Linked DNA regions of Rattus norvegicus: region 1 is linked to region 2. Evidence: chromatin contacts called from public Hi-C data. All regions are on one chromosome and are shown on one strand. Each heading gives the region's core, a stretch centred on a gene start, on an enhancer-like site or on the middle of the called end of the contact. The rest is flanking DNA. Distances are from core to core; before and after follow the strand shown.

Region 1 (3,753 bases), core at 818-3,317, 220 kb before region 2:
ATAAGTAATGTCCAAGTAATTCAAGGAACGTCTAAACTGAGAAACTACCACAGCAGCTGCAGGTAAAACACATTAATCAGGGTCAACAACTTACGTGAAGGCCAGGTCCTGAGGGTCGGGCTGAAAAGGGAAGCACGCCAACAGTTGCTACACAAATTAGATAAAATTCTAGACACTCGTGTTCATGTATATTACAGAGAAACAACACTTTGGTATAAATACGGTCCGTGCAGTGTTTGAGACATTCTGACGTACTCGGATTGTTCCTTCTGTTTGTCTTAAGTCCCTATTTGACTGGGAGTTCTGTATCTTGTTTGGAACACAGCAAGAAAGGACTCCGGTTCGCCAACTGGTTGCTTTTTTTTTTTTTTTTTTTTTTTTTTAACAAGCATTGCCTTCTAGCTGAGCTCAAAACTGAGTTTAGCAACTGCTGTAGCCTGTGTTATGTTCACAGAAACCACACAACTCAGGTCCTTGGAAAAGCCAACCACGTAGACAAATCGAAATCTAACTGAAATGCTCCAAGTTTTAATTACAGCCTTGAAAGGGACGAGTTAACCAGTCATTTTGCAAGAGCAGCAACAGCAGTAAAGAGACAAAGGGTGGCTGCCTCCCACTGCGGTAAGAGAAAGCAGTCAGGACAATAAAAGACAGTTTCAAGTTCTTGGGAGCAGTTCAAGGGAACAGTCAGGACAATAAGAGAAGGATTGTAGAAATATAGAGAAGGCAAAAAAACAAAAAACAAAAACAAAAACGTGGGGGAGGGGACAAAAAGTTGAGGCTGAAGGGCTAAGAATGTAGCTTTCTGTTGACAGAAGAAGGCTTATCTCGCGTGCACATGGCCCTACGTCCAAGCTCTAATATTACATAAAACTAAACATGATGGTGTCAGCCCTATAATCCCAGCACTTGAGAAGTAGAAAAAGGAGGACCACAAGTTCCAGGCTGCCCATGGCTAGAGCAAGTTCAAGGCCAGCATGGACTACATGAGACCCCTTCTCTGAAAGAAACAGGGGATGACGGAGTTCCAGAATGCAGAAACTGAAAGAGGACGGAAGACTAAAAGAGCTATGAGCGCCATGGCCTAGAAACTGCAAGTCCTGCCAGTTAGAAGAACTCCAAAGAGTAGTCGAGTTTCCAACCGCAAGGGTCTCCAATACTCTAAAGCAGTCGATCACAACCTTCCTAATGCTGCGTGGGACCCTTTAATACTGTTCCTCTTGTTGCGGTGACCTCCAGCTATAACATTATTTTCGTTGCTACTTCATAACTATAACTTTGCTACTGCTATGAACCATAATGTAAACATCTGGTAGGCAATGGGGACTTAAAAGGATCTAAAGAAAGGTAACGCCATTCAGAGTGATTTTTGAAAAACTGCTCTGGTTGTAAGTGGAAAAGAGACTAGAGCAAGGGAAGCGCGTTCTCCATCGCACCTGTCTGCTCCCTCCCTAGCCTAAGGCAGGGGAGGGAGAAGTGACTGCCCCTGGCTTCAAACTGATACAACTACTGATGAGCTGTGAAAACTAGGCAAGGTCTTTAATGGCTCTAACTTTGCATGCGCATTTTACATGCTGAGGCTTTAACCAAGACGTTCCCTTGTCCTTCCTGGACACAAAAGACATTTCCCAGCGACGCCTGCATGATTCTGACAAGATTGGAATATCGGAATTCATGAGCTCACTCTGCAACCTTCCCCAAGACTCTGACACTAGGAAGGTGGAAGGCCTAGGAGAGTTAGGTCTGTGAATTAGAAAGTCAAAACATTGTCCGCAGGTGGCAGGAGGATGGGGGACAGTCTTGACACCCTGGTCTGTGGTCAGGGAGGGACAGCAAAGTCCCTTTTATTTCTGCACCTTAGCAAGACAACAGGGAAGTCAGCACTGTGGGACGAATATATACATCTGCTGTCCTAAGCCAGAGACTGTGGTGGGGGCAGAAAGAGCGGCTTGCAAGCGCAACACCTCATTCCGGAAGCAATCTCAGCGCAGCCGCACTCCCAGGCTGCAGCTCATCCCCCTCAAACCCGGGGAAGGGGCCCGGGCTAAGCCCGCAGCGCGCATGCGTAGTCATCTCATCGAGCCCCTCCCAGGAGTGTGGGTATTGCTCAGCCGCCTAGAGAGTCCGACCCTGAGAATGGCTGCTCCTAAATCCAGAATGGATTTTGCTGCCCCCTACTGGGCTGGCTGACACTTGCAGCACGTACATTATCCGTTGCATTATCAGCTGGATCACAGAAGGAAGAAAGATCTCTAGCTGGGAAGTTTTTCTTTCAAGGGACCCTGGTGGAAACTTTGGAGCCAAACAACGTGCACGCTGTCTATAAATTGTTACTATTTTCAGCGGAGAGAGCTGGCGTTCTAAGAGGTGAAGTAGTATGTCCACAGTCAGAGTCCAAGTTGATAAAGCCCAAGTGCCCGTACAGCTCACTACCTTGGCAGGTGTGGGCATAGCATCATGATCCGCTTTACTCTGTGAGAGCAGGATAGCCAGTAGATGTCTGGGAGGAATGGCACAGAACGCCACCGTTGGAAAGCATTTGGAGTCTTGCGTGTCCAGGGGAATTAGTTCCCAGAAAAGAACCTTAAATCGACATGAAATTGTGCCTCGCGTTTTGCCTGAAAACAGGACGAACCTTCTGCCCTCTGTCATACAGCAGTAGTCCTGGTATTGAGGAAGTCCAGGAATCCAGGGTTGGTAGAGTGGGGGAATAAACAAATTTCCCCCAACACACAAAGGAATCTAATATGTAGATTAAATCTTGTGACATTCCTTTGCTGAACCTATTTCTCTCTCTCTCCCCTCTCCCCTCTCCTCTCTCCCCTCTCCTCTCTCCCCTCTCCTCTCTCCTCTCTCCTCTCTCCTCTCTCCTCTCTCCTCTCTCCTCTCCCCTCTCCCCTCTCCCCTCTCCCCTCTCCCCTCCCCTCTTCCCTCTCCCCTCTCTCCTCTCTCCTCTCTCCTCTCTCCTCTCTCCTCTCTCCTCTCTCCTCTCTCCTCTCTCTCTCTCTCCTCTCTCCTCTCTCTCTCTCTCTCTCATATTTCGGAAGCAATGTGACTGCTTTTGAGAACTGGGAAGTCTAAGCTGCTCCTAGGGAATCAAACTCTAGAAGAGTTACAGGAACACTGGCAACAAGACACATGGATGTGGAGGCATCTGCATCCTGAATTTTGCCTTCCAGTTTTCCTTGCTTGCCTTCTTACCTCCTGCTTGTCCACCCTCACCCTAGCCTTCTCTCTTTCCTCAGACTCACAGCACTCTTTCCCTACTCAAAATCAAATGAGAGCCTTCCTCTTATTCCTCATTGTTTCAACATTAGGACCCGAATACATAGCTTTCTCTCTGCGAAAGTAATCTTCCTTCTAAGAGCAAGTGTCTCAGGCTAGCTGCTCCAAGATCTCTTTCACCTAGCAACTAAAAACTTAGAAGATGGAAACAGGTACATTCCGTTTCTATTGTACTCATGTTGTCTAAACTATTTAAAGAATCCTCTGTACACTGTGGGGATCACACACTTGCAAATATATAGGAAGAGGACCTTCCCTGGGCTCAACTTCCAGCCGCCAAAGCCAGCAAACCTATTTTACAAACTGATAAACAGGGGCAAACTAAGTCGGTTCATAGCCACCACGAAGGCACTGCAGAAAAGAATTGCAGGGATGCTACACAAAGAAGAGGAAGAATGTTTGGATCGCATGAGCGTAGGAGAGAATGAGTTAATGGCAAGAGTGAGTGGTCAAGGAGAATCCATGTGA
Region 2 (4,182 bases), core at 1,117-3,616:
GGTGAGGATAACAAAGGGTGGGTAAGCGGACCTGCCTGTGGTTTGGGAACCCTGCCCTGATGCCTAGGAGAGTCTGTGATCATGGGAACTACGGAAGAAATGTAACGAAGGGGTTGGGGATTTAGCTCAGCGGTAGAGCGCTTGCCTAGCGAGCGCAAGGCCCTGGGTTCGGTCCCCAGCTCCGGAAAAAAAAAAAAAAAGAAATGTAGACGAAAACAAAAGAAGTTACTCAAGATACAGCAGAACTCCCTCTCTACCTCTGTGTCTCTGAGGGGGCGAAGCGCATGTCATTCCATTCTGGTGGACAGAAAGCCTTTCCAAACACAGAGGTGGCCTGCTCTGGAAAGAGATGATTGGGAGTCCAGAGACAGGATGCTGGCCTTTATATAGAACCCACAGCATCCTGCTCACTGTGAAACGGTGGGAACGACTGCTAACGGCCAGGCTGTGATATTATCCGAATATCAAAACCGGATGCCAAGAGACAGTCCATGGAACGTATGACAGATTTCCTTCGCTGTCTTTGAGAAAAAGAAGGTGGCTCAGCCTGGAATAGTGCTCAAGTTTACACGAACGGGATGCCCTTTACAGCGTTGTGCCTCCTGAAGACGGATGGAGAGATCATTTGAAACCAGTCGGTGGTTCTTAAAGCAGGTTTATGGTCTAGAGAGCCTTTCTGGGGATTATAGCTGAATCCTGGCACTGAACATGTATGGGATTTCATCTCTGGTTATCAGCCAGCCCAACAGTGGAAAAGTGTGGCCAGTGTGTGCAGAAATGCAGAGAAGTGCACACAGAGGTTTGTTTTTACTTACCGAGGGATGTGGGGGCAATCTACATCATACCCTTCTCTAGATTCAAAAGCTTTTCTAGTTCACATGATGATGTGGGGGGACATTTTTTTTCTATGCTCTCTTGATTCTGAAGGGGAGGAGTGGGAACTTTGGATCCAAAGACCTGAGTTTCTGTGAGATTCCGTTACCAAACCAGGTAGTCTCCTGTGTTAACATGATTTATGCCTCAATGCCTTATTGAACAGTAGGGGCAATAAAAATGGAAACTACTAACAGGCTTGTTATTGGGGAACGTGGGAAGGGATTGAGAGAAAAAAACCCAGGGTCAGTCAAGTATCATATAAGCTTTTAGTTATTTATAGACCCTGCTGACGATGTGTCATTCCACGTCTGCTCAGAAAATTACCCAGAGTACAGTGCAAATATTAACAGAATGAGGAAATGTTCGAAGTCTTTCTAGGAAGTGGAACCTAGCAACCTGGGCGGTTTAAAAATAGTCTGGGAACAATCTGCCATCTCCAGAAGTGTGCCCACAGGAAGGCAAGAGCTTGCTGGACCAGGCCCACGAGTCAAAGAACTTAACGGTGCCCCGGTTTTGTGTAGATGGAAGGGAGTAGAATCATGATGAGTAAGTGGTAATTTCAAAGTTGAGTGACCCTATCAGCCGCCCCCACATTCCCTGAAGTTACAATAAAGTCCCCCTAAGGCCTTATGTACTCCGTCCTAACCCCTAACTCTGTTCTCCCCAGTCTCCTCCTGAGCTGCCGCACTGTGGAGAAAACACAGCCAGTGCCCTCGCCTCCCTTTCACAACTGATGGGTCTGGGGATGCAACTCAATTGATAAAGTACTTGCCCAGCGATTAGAAAGCCCAGGCTTTGGCCAGAATCACTGCATAAAGCCTTGCTTGGAAGCCCGAGTCTCTGATCACAGCACTCTGGAGTCGTAGGCAGCCCGACTAGGTGATTCTCAGCTACCCATCAAGCATGAGGCCAATCTGTACTGCGTGAGACTCTGGTTCGAAACCAAACAGGGGCTGGGGTGATGGCTCAGCTCTTAAGAGCTGACGGTGGCTCTTGCAGAGGACCCCGGGGGTCAATTGTCAGCACCCACGTGGTGTCTCACAACCACCGGTAACTCGAGTTTCAGAAGATCCAGCGCCCTTTTCTAGCTTCCGTGGGCCCCTATACAAATTGGAAGCACACACACACTTAAAGGCAAAACACCACGCTCATAGAATAAACCGAACCAAACCAGCACACTCACCCCAGCCCTTCAGTCCACCCCTCTTCTCCTGGCACCGACTACTTCTAACACCAAATACTTCATTTACTCCGTTTTCTGTTTCTCTACAACTAAGGGGATAGTGCGTTTTCTTTGCTGCTGGGTCCCAGGCTAGAGCAAAGCCTGGTCCACGGCAGTCCTTGCGGTTTAAGGGATGACTCTCCGTGGATTCACATACGCAGTTCACGGGCTGACTGGGCTGCCAGGGCTGGCTGGGATCCAGCGAAAGGCTCTCCAGCACAGCCCTGGCTGGGCATTTGAGTCCGAGGAGGCAGTTCATACAATTCTCTCAACAGGAGAGCCAGTGTACCGCCGACCTTGTTCGCTAAGCCGGCGTCATCAGGTTACCCTACATAGTGTAACGTCTGAAGGGACTGTAGTAGAGCTCTTGGTATTCCTGTAAACTGAACACTGTTGATTTTGACTTTATGAAATGAAAGCAATTGGTTGCTTAAAAATCGTTAGTTCCTTACCCCGTCCCCAGGAAGTTTTGCACGGCATTATTTTACAATGAAAAATGTTTTGATAGCTTTTCCTCTTCCCCCCAGAAACACTGGTTATTAAATGAGTCTATAGATTCTTTTCTTCTCACTTTTCTACATCATCTTCAATAATCAGATACTGCTTTTTAAAAAGCAAAAAACAAAACAAAACAAAAAAAACCCCCCACCCTTCTACCGCTTTACGAAGTTTGCGCAGCTCCTTGAAAGGCCGAGGGACTGTTGTAAAGCTCCATCCTCCTACTCTTAGCACTTATCTGGGGGTGGGTTGGGGTGGGGGACCCGACAGCTTGGGCAAGGGACAATCCCAGTGACACATGAGGAGGATCTAGGGTCAGGCAAGATTGTCAGACAACTTTCTCTCGGAAGGACCCAACACTAATTTTAAGAAACTCGTTGGGTCTGACTTTGTGATCCACTCAGGCTGACTGAGGAGTGCACACCACTCTGAGAACCGGTGTGGAATCCGCTCAGTCTAACGGCGGAAGAAACGGTGCCGCCCACTGCCACTTAGGTGCTGTTCCGGACCAGAAGTTCCAGTGAGATTGTGAAAAGCGGCAGGCTGCGCGGGACTGCGAAGGACTGCAGATGTTTGGAGCTGGTCTGTGATTAGCTTGGGCCCTGAAGTTTTTCTGAAGGGAAAAAAAAAAAAAAATCTTTGAACGTTACAATGAGTTCTTGAAACGTTCCTGCCTTTCTCATTCCCTCCAGATCAGCAGTTCTCAACCAGTGGGTCGCGGCCCCTTTTGGGGTCAAACGACCCTTTCAGAGGGATCACCGTCGGAAAACACAGATGCCACAATTCATAACAGCAAAATCACAGTTATGAAGTAGCAACGAAATTTTATGGCTTGGAGTCACCACAGCATAAGGACCATGGAAAAGTTGAGAGAAAAGAAGTTGACTTTTTTTCTAAACTTAACACGTGAACACCCACATCCCTTTCCTGAAGGACGTGGGCATTGTGTTCCTGAAAGTTCTAGATTGCCTTTTGTAATTCATATTTTATCTCAAAATAATGTAGGCCATCAGTTCAAAAGGCCAAGGTCTTTAATAAGATTGTAACGTAGTTAGGGAAATTTATGCGATTTTATTGAAATCCGCAGAGAAATCAACTCTACGATTCTTCGAAGCGTAGTTTGCTCTGCCTACAAGTAGAGAAATTAGCAGTACTTATTTTTGAAAGTTTTTTTTATCTCTTCCTAGTTGTAGATGGATGTAGTGTTCAACCTCTTCCAGCTGCCAGTGTCAGACCAAAGACAACCCAACTTTAGAATGAGCTTTGGGTCCAGGCAGCCCTGAACAGGCGGGTCCAAGAGGGTAGCTTTCTTTACATGATCAACACGACAAAAATATTCACGTACAAAATCTGTTTAATGATTACTCACGTAAGTAGGTTTATAGAGACAGAAAAGAATTCCACACTTTAACCAAGCAAAACATAGTTCTAGTGGCGAAGCCCTGGCAACAGGCGCTGAGAGAGCACTGAGTAAGACAACATCGCCCTCTGGAGGATCCAGGTGGAACTACAGAGCAGTGACCAAACAATAATGGAGGGCGACAGAGGGCCACACTGCCCTCCTATCAGGGCTCTGAACTCTGTTT

What was found. A called contact is a pair of places that touch in the nucleus more often than the background predicts.
Region 1: a Hi-C map of kidney shows a contact between it and region 2, with 13 times the contacts expected there. The contact joins two enhancer-like sites. A contact is called at or near these places in 11 of 12 Hi-C or Micro-C datasets (the A7r5 cell line, the Rat2 cell line, frontal cortex and 6 more) and 1 of 1 datasets of contacts at active chromatin or transcription factors (oligodendrocytes).

The regions. Positions count from the first base shown.
Region 1 is chr9:31,077,820-31,081,572 of GRCr8, reverse strand. No RefSeq gene overlaps it. Among named protein-coding and RNA genes, the nearest start is that of Gsta3l1, 36 kb to the left of the region's middle. Within about 2 kb of position 2,067, at least 68 of the 93 cell types and tissues checked have an H3K27ac peak or open chromatin away from gene starts, as enhancers often do.
Region 2 is chr9:30,858,350-30,862,531 of GRCr8, reverse strand. The region is part of intron 2 of LOC102549795 (a long non-coding RNA gene); the gene reads left to right. It also overlaps a transcript of Paqr8 not described here. Among named protein-coding and RNA genes, the nearest start is that of Efhc1, 12 kb to the left of the region's middle. Within about 2 kb of position 2,366, at least 8 of the 93 cell types and tissues checked have an H3K27ac peak or open chromatin away from gene starts, as enhancers often do.